Linked DNA regions of Triticum aestivum: region 1 is linked to region 2. Evidence: chromatin contacts called from public Hi-C data. All regions are on one chromosome and are shown on one strand. The core of a region is the stretch at or near the end of the contact, and the rest is flanking DNA. Distances in the headings are between cores, read along the strand shown. Region 1 holds the start of LOC123145528. Region 2 holds the start of LOC123145521 (putative cell wall protein).

What was found. Hi-C and Micro-C count contacts between places; a contact is called where the count stands out from the background.
Region 1: a Hi-C map of leaf shows a contact between it and region 2, with 7 times the contacts expected there. The contact joins the promoter of LOC123145528 here to the promoter of LOC123145521 in region 2. A contact is called at or near these places in 2 of 5 Hi-C or Micro-C datasets (both in leaf).

The regions. Positions count from the first base shown.
Region 1 is chr6D:422,046,694-422,050,577 of IWGSC CS RefSeq v2.1, reverse strand. It overlaps LOC123145528, which reads left to right and starts at 2,449. Exons shown (of 4, transcript XM_044564958.1): 1 at 2,449-3,884. The coding sequence starts at 3,069. LOC123145532 (a long non-coding RNA gene) reads right to left here and starts at 2,221. Exons shown (of 4, transcript XR_006472318.1): 1 at 1,607-2,221; 2 at 395-439; 3 at 99-232.
Region 2 is chr6D:421,415,514-421,419,273 of IWGSC CS RefSeq v2.1, reverse strand. It overlaps LOC123145521 (putative cell wall protein), which reads left to right and starts at 2,024. Exons shown (of 1, transcript XM_044564949.1): 1 at 2,024-2,814. The coding sequence starts at 2,135. The coding sequence ends at 2,467. It overlaps LOC123145520 (nuclear-pore anchor), which reads right to left. Exons shown (of 48, transcript XM_044564948.1): 48 at 3,255-3,760. The coding sequence ends at 3,558. It overlaps LOC123145522 (alpha-mannosidase I MNS5), which reads left to right. Exons shown (of 17, transcript XM_044564950.1): 17 at 124-627. The coding sequence ends at 351.

The DNA.
Region 1 (3,884 bases), core at 1,200-3,699, 630 kb before region 2:
ATACTACATCTAACATGCAGAGACATCTGTTTGATCTATGATCCTCATCCATTTGTTCACTTTTATAACCAAAATATTATGTTGTTGACGTTACTTACGAATATGCCTTTGGAGGGCTAGGAAATTTTATCCAAATATATCCCTTGAAGGCCACGTGAACCAATGCCCCCCTCAAATACTTGTGAATGCATTTTCTCATCATATGTCCTTTCTTTAGATGATTTCGTCAGACCTACACATGACACACAAACAAGATATATACAATTAGTGATGCTTAAGCGAAGCCGATGAGAAATGTTGAAAAAGTTGCATGGGTAGAAACCCTATGAGTTGCTCAAAAGATTTGTTTGGATACAAAAGACAAATAATTTGAGTACAAAGAACAATAAAATACCACAACCACTAAAAGATCTGCTTGTCATCATGTTCGCTGAAAGATCTGCAAAAGACAACACACAATGAAGTAGAAACCGATAATTAGTACTTGCTCTGCTTCAAAATATTTAAAGTTTTAGGTTTGTCCTAAGTCAAAAGTCCTTCAGTCGACCAACTTATAGGGAAAAATATAATATAAGAATATACATTAAAATGAATCTAATATATATAATATAAGAATATACATTAAAATGAATCTAATATATATAATATAAGAATATACATTAAAATGAATCTAATAAAACTAATTGGGTGTTGTAGATGACGGTATATTTTTACACAGACTTAGGAGCATCTTCAAGAGCCTCCCCTTTTCCAATAATTTTCTCGTATTTGGGGAATTGAACAAACAATACGCTCGGCTGGACTCCCTTTTCCCAGTAAATTATTGAGACGTCTCAATAATCAGCCCCATCTCCCTCAAATATTGGAAATTTTGGCCCTCCCAATGCTTGTTCCAACAAGTGCCACATCAGATTTCTCATCCCACTTCCAACAAGTGCCCTCCCAATGGACTCCCTCCAAGCCGCCACCGACGCTCGAGAATAACATCACATTGACAAGTAGGACCTCAAAGTTAGATTTAGCATTGCAGTTTTGATAAAGCACCTCACATGTAAACCTTCCCTAAATCATTTGGGAAAGCCAAAATAACACTTATTGGGGGCGTTTCTCAAGGGAGGGCTCTTAGTGAAATCTAAAAAAATTCAAGTGTTTTAGAACGGACGGGTGTACAACGTAGCAAGCACTAACCCCAGCGGGAGCGGGCGAGGAAATGAAAATGCCTGTCCGTTTGTATCCGGCCTAGAGTTACTGTACGGCGCACCTAAACATGCAGTGGGTCGAGGACAAAACTGCTAGTCGCATGGTTTGGCAGGAAATCACGAGGACGGTACAGTGCGCGTCCCATCAATCAACCCTGACCGTAATAATAACATAGAGTAACGGGCAGAGCAGAGCACACTGTTTGTAGAAAACGCATCTTACTTTTTGCATCGAATCTGGGGAGCTGCGCTGTAAAAAATATGAATAATAAAGGAGACACACAAACACTGACCGCAACCAATACGGAGTATAAGCGAGCTGGAAATTTTGCAGCAATGAACACCCCGTCCTTTAAAACAGATAGAGATGAAACAATCAAGACCTTAAATTTAGACAAGCAACCAACCTCCTTTCCAGCAGCAGAAGAAAATAAAACCGTCTCCTCCTTCTGAACATCAATCGATCCAAAAATTCGAGGACACAGCCTTCCTCTTTTCCTTTTCCGCTGAAAAATACAATTACTAATCCTTCGATAAAACCTGTTTTGCTACAGGCTAGCTGGGAAACACAAATCATTGCTTTCTGCAGAGAAAGGAAAAAAAACACCAATCTATCCATTGGTGCAGATCCAGTGACAGCGTGCAGGTGCGCCTGTCATCTTGGGTTGGTATGCATCTGTGACGTCCCAGCTTAAAGAACCTGCAGGATCAGAGGAAAAACAAATTACTCTATATATACACGGAAAAGATGCAAAGGAAGGATTATTTACCGCAATACGACGGCGTGACAGGATTGGGTTTCGTCGGGGCGCCCTCCGTACCTCCTTTTTTCGCAGAGAGGGGGAGGGGGGAGGCATCACCTCTGCAAAATTTCCCATCCGACTCCATGGCCATATTCCTTTCCTCGGCCACGAGAGACAGGGAGAGGGGGTGGTTGGAGGCGTGAAAAAGTGGAGCAGCAGGCGGCTGCGTCTGGGTCTTGATGACTCTAGATCTGCAACCCTAGGGATGCGAAATCCCAGGCCTACCCCTAGCCCAGAGAAATACGGAGTATCCCTCCTCACCCTTGGCGAGTCCCCCACCCCACCCAACCCACCGCACCGCTCGTCGTCAAAGCGGCCCAATGGCTGGCCGGCCCACAAAGCACGTTCCAGTCTCCTCATGATAGTACAATCTTCCCAAACTAAAAAAAAACATAGCACAATCTTCCCGGCCGTCAATTCCCGAATCACAGCGCCGCGAAATTCCCGGCCATGGTTCTCAAGCGCCGCCGGAGCGAGCGTGCCCACGCCGATCGCCCCTACAGATGCGACAGCTCGAAGCGCATCTCCCGCAACAAATCGGCGGCGCTGGAGGCCATCAACGGGTTCTACGCGGCGGCGCTGGACAGGCTGCCGCTGGACGAGATGCCGGCGCTGGCCCCGCGCCTCCTCAGGGCCGGTCTCTGCGTCGGCTTCGCCGACCCCGTCTCCAACATCATCGTCAACACCGTCTCCTCCTACGGCCGCCGCAAGCCCGCGGCCGCGGCGACGTCCACGCCCGACGACGGCGAGAAGGAGAAGAAGAAGGCGAGGAGGGGGCGACGGAAGGCGCTCTCCCGGGCGGTCTCCGGCACCGGGAAGGCCAAGCGCTGGCCGCCTCCCCGCCGCCTCCTCCGCGGCATGCCCATCGCCGAGCGGTCGCTCAGGGCGCTCGTCGCGTTCCTCACCTGCTACTTCCCCCGCCTCCCCGCCTGCGAGGCGCTCGAGTATCTCTGCCTGGCCAGTGCGGCTCGTGGAGGAGGACCGCAACTCCAGCGGCAGCTTCAGCCTCGCGTCCCGGACCACCAAGACGGCCCTCAAGTGCGCCGCCTTGGCTGCCTGCCACCCCATGCCCAGGGCCCTCGTCAACAGGTCCTACTCGCTCGCCTCTCGGATGGAGCAATTGTCCCAGCTCCTGGCGACCGAAGGCGGCTGCCTCTCCTGCAACGCCATCGAGAGCATCCACACATTGCTGATCAAGCCCCGGCGGAAGCTTGGAGCCCTCGCCGGAGTAACACCACCGCAGTTTCATCTGGAGCTGAACAGGCCGCCGCCGTTCGTTCCTACAAAATCTCTGCGAAGCACCCTGCTCCAGAAGATCTACGGATTCTACCTCAAGGGACTCGCGTTGCTGCCGACGGACGGCCTGCGTACGCACCACCACCGGTGCCTCCTCAAGGCTGGCCACTGCTACGGGCCATCGACGGACCCCGTCTCCAACATTGTGCTCAACACGCTCTGGTACAACGCGACCTTCCCGCCGGCAGGAGGGCTCTCTCCGGCCACCATGATCTGCTCACGCAGCCTTGTTCTCGTCGCATACCGCTCCCTTCGTGGCCTCGTTGCTTACATCCGCGCTTACTTTGGCATGATGTCTGAACACCAGGCCATGCATTGTCTGCTCTTCACCGAGGTCAATCTTTGGGGAGCAATGAAATTGGCAAGGCAACAAGGACACACTGAGGGAACTATGTTGAGGCAGTACAGCGCCTACAAGGCTGCGGCCACCGCAGCACAGCACCCAGATCCTGATGCCGTTGTGGAATTTTTCATGTCAACCTTTCCCATGATGCCTCTACCCAAGGAGGAGAACGAGGCATTGGATGTGGAACGCATCCAGCAGTTGCTGTCTGAGTACTGTTCAACTCCCAGTGATTCAGCTCAC
Region 2 (3,760 bases), core at 775-3,274:
ATTCCATACCACCTTACATCAGAACGCAAGTTAGGAAACCATATGATGCCCTAGCTCCTATTTGTAGGAGCATTAATCTTACTCTGTACTGTCATCATAACGATATCGAGAACCTCTCTGCAGGACGGCAACCAACCGATTCGTGCGAGCGCATTGTCATCCAAAGTCTGTCCAGAGACAATTTTCCGGCAGAACGTTGGCTCCCCATGGGAGAGTGCGTGCCACATACCAGATGTGTTCCCTAGCCACAGATGCAGGGCCGACGATGACTGTGGGATAGAGTCAGTAACATGCAAGAGGAGAACCTGCAGTATGGCTGGATACTGCAGCTTGTGGCTGGCGGTTTACTAGCCAATGTTGTTGGAGAGATTATACTTTCGCCATTCGTTCACAGAATGATCAAAATAAGGTAAACACCACCATGAAAATAGAATGTTACCCGCCTGCTTCGGCCTGACTTTGTACATTAGAATAGCATCGACAGCAGATTCATGACGTCTGAATTCGCCAAATTAACCTGCGTGTCAAATACTGGTTTGAGGTTTCATGCTGATGTATCTGCCATCCGATATATGGGTGTACTTTATTGTGCGATATATGTTATTACTATCTGATCTGATTATTTTAGCACATGTGTGCATGCAAAAAAAAGAACATACTAAAGACATTGTGCATTCTGGTTAATTTGTGCGGACTTAACAATAAAGTTCAGTCTTTGGTTTGTTGTGAGTTGCAAATCGTTCGTGATTGCACGCTGTATCTGCCGTCAGATTTGTAATGGAGATTCACACCAATAATATTAGTTGGGCCAAATATTCAAAAAAAAAAAATTAGTTGGGCCACCTTCCCTAATCCTGACAATGTAGCTGCAAAGTCAAATGTCCGATGCAGGGCAGGAATAATAAAAATTCCTTCCTTTGATCTATACAAGACCACTTAGTTTCGTATTAAGTTAAACAGCTTTAAGTCTGATGAACTATTTAGAAAAGATCAACATATGCAATATCCAATAAATACATTTATGAAAATGCATTTCTCAATAGATCCAGTGATATTGATTTGGTAATGTAAATGTTCATAATTATTGGTGTGAATCAAAGCTAGGTAAATCAAAGCTACAAGTAGTACATTGGAAAATCTGGAAATTGGGCAATGGCTCCTAGGTGCATATGCATCCATTATCTAAATACACATTTTAAAAAGTTGAAAAATTCTGTACAAAAATCTCGCGTGTATATCCGGATATTCTATGTGCGTGCACAAAGTTTTCGGTGAAAAACGAGGTTTTTTGTGGCTTGTGTAAAAAAGACAATTTCTGATGCTTCATTACAACTATTCATTTTGCATTTTTTTATCTTTTTTGCACAAGCCGCAAAAAACATCGTTTTTCACCGAAACTTTGTGCATGCACATAGAATGTCCGGATATACCCGCGGGATTTTTGTTTCAAAAATTTTAACTTTTCAAAATGTGTATTTAGACAATAGGTGCATATGCACCTAGGAGCCAAAACACCGTGTCCGGAAAATCTGCCACACAAATGTGGCAAAATGGAGATATAGCAAGAGAAAGGAAATAAGTAGCCTCCCCGTGGTCGATCGCGGCGGCGCCATAAAGAGCAGGCGAGGGTAGCTGGAGCTTCCGGACCTGGCATGGCTTCTAGACCAACAACCGCGCGGCGCAGGGTCCCTCCCTCCTCGCGCGCGCCCCCAATCGAACGGTACGTACGACGCAAGCAACCAACTCAACCGCGCCCTGCCAGTCGTCCACGTACGGCCCTTTCCCGCGTCCGATCGCTCGCGCCGCATGCTCGTCGACGTCATTCACACCCTAGGAAGAAGCCCTTTTTTGCTCACTCGCGCGCGCACAATAACGCACGGCCCGGCGTTGGTTACAGCGTGCGCCGTGCATACGAATTGAACGCACCGCCTTTTCCTAGCTCCCATCCGCCCCGCGGCGCGCCAGCGGGCGAACTCCCCCGTGGCCTTTACGCCACGCTCTTCTATATAAGCCCGGCAAGGCGAGCAATCAACATCATCCACCACAACGAAAGCAACAGCCAGCGATCGAGACAGCAGCAAGAGGCTCACTTAGCTACTGCCACTAGTCGCGATCACATAGCCACTCGATCGACATGGCCTGCAAGTCGGCGTCCCTGCTGATCCTCGCGGCGCTGGTGGCGGCCGCGGCGTGCGCGGGCTCGGCAACGGCGCGCGACGTCCCGGCCGGGAAGGAGGATGCGGTGAAGCGGCCGGAGACGTTCCAGGAGGGGACGGTGCTGATCCCGGGGATCGGGCGGTACGAGCTGGGCAGCCACTACAGGCCGGACATCGGCGGGCTGGACCACAGCATCCCGGTCGCCGCCAGGGCGCAGTTCATCCCCGGCGCCGACGACACCTGGGTGCCCAACCCCGGCTTCGAGGTGCCCAACCCCTTCCGCCCCGCAGCCACCACGGAGTCCCCCTGATGCATGGATCGAGTCGGCCGGCCAACGCGTCCACGTTACGCCTATCGATCAATGGGTAGCTAGCCTGCTACAATTCAATTTCCGCTAGCTTTTGGTTGCTACAATAAAATAGCTGCTATGCATAGGCAAGGCATGCGTATGCATGTATCAGCGACTGCGTGCGAGCGCGCTGTCGACGTTTTTTGTGTGTGATTGGAGAGTGTACCTGTATGGGGTATGCATGGATGCGTAGGAAGGAAGCATCCATCGCATATCTCGCTTTGCTTTGTTGTTGCCAATAATGTGTAGTTCAATGTATTTTTCTTTTTAGTTCGATAAATTAATGATGAAGTATTATGCATGATGAAGCTTGCTGTGTTAGCCACACAAAAACACAAGCTTGTATAGATGAAAGAAGACCCATTGTTCGGTCCAATCATAGTGAAAATCTGAATTTGATCCTTGGTTAGAAGGGACGTTGTTTTCGGTGATCTAGGCAAAGGCTCTGGCTTAAGTTGTGTCGCCCTGCCAACGGCTTTTCGGGGCGTGTTATGTTCTAGATGGATTAGTTGACACTCACTTTCTAGATTTTAGATTTTTATTGCTCAGTACATCATATGGCAAATGTAAGCTCCATGTTAAACTAAGTCCTAAGGCGCAAAAGGAAAACGAAAGTGTAAAGTGTAAAAAGCATGGCTCTTGTGTACATGCGTTCAAAAAAAGTCAGAACGGACAACAACCCACACGCGTCCTTAAGAAAGCCACCGCCTACCCCAGCAACTGGCACGCAACGCCAACAAACCAGAGCTGAATTTAACGCATAAGGTGAACTTAGACACGATTGATGACCAGTTTCACGTAGCAATTAGTGATGTGACCTCACAGCAATTCAAGCGCACATGAGCGCGCCATAACACAGCCGCTTAGTATCATACCATTTGTAAACGAGTCGGGCAGCGTATATTTGCTTACTCGACGGCTACTAGTCATGCAATGCTTTACTCCGGCAGCAAAGCTTGTTCAGTAGTTCATGGCAAAAAGTAGTCTACGTAGTTGGGCAAAAGATGCAACTACAAGTTTCCAGCGACGACACCAATTTTTTTCCACCTCACTATGGCTGACCACCTCGCCGGGAACGTCCACGTCCGCGCCCGGCTTCTCGAGAACGACCCCTGGAAGAGGAAGGCTGTGGAGTGCTCGTCCGTACAAGTCTGTTTTGTCTGTTTGTTCTGTTTTGTATTGCCCTCTCCGTCAAGTTGATTGTTCTTCCCACATTCTCTGCTGCGGTACCGGGATTCTGTTGTTCAGAAGATG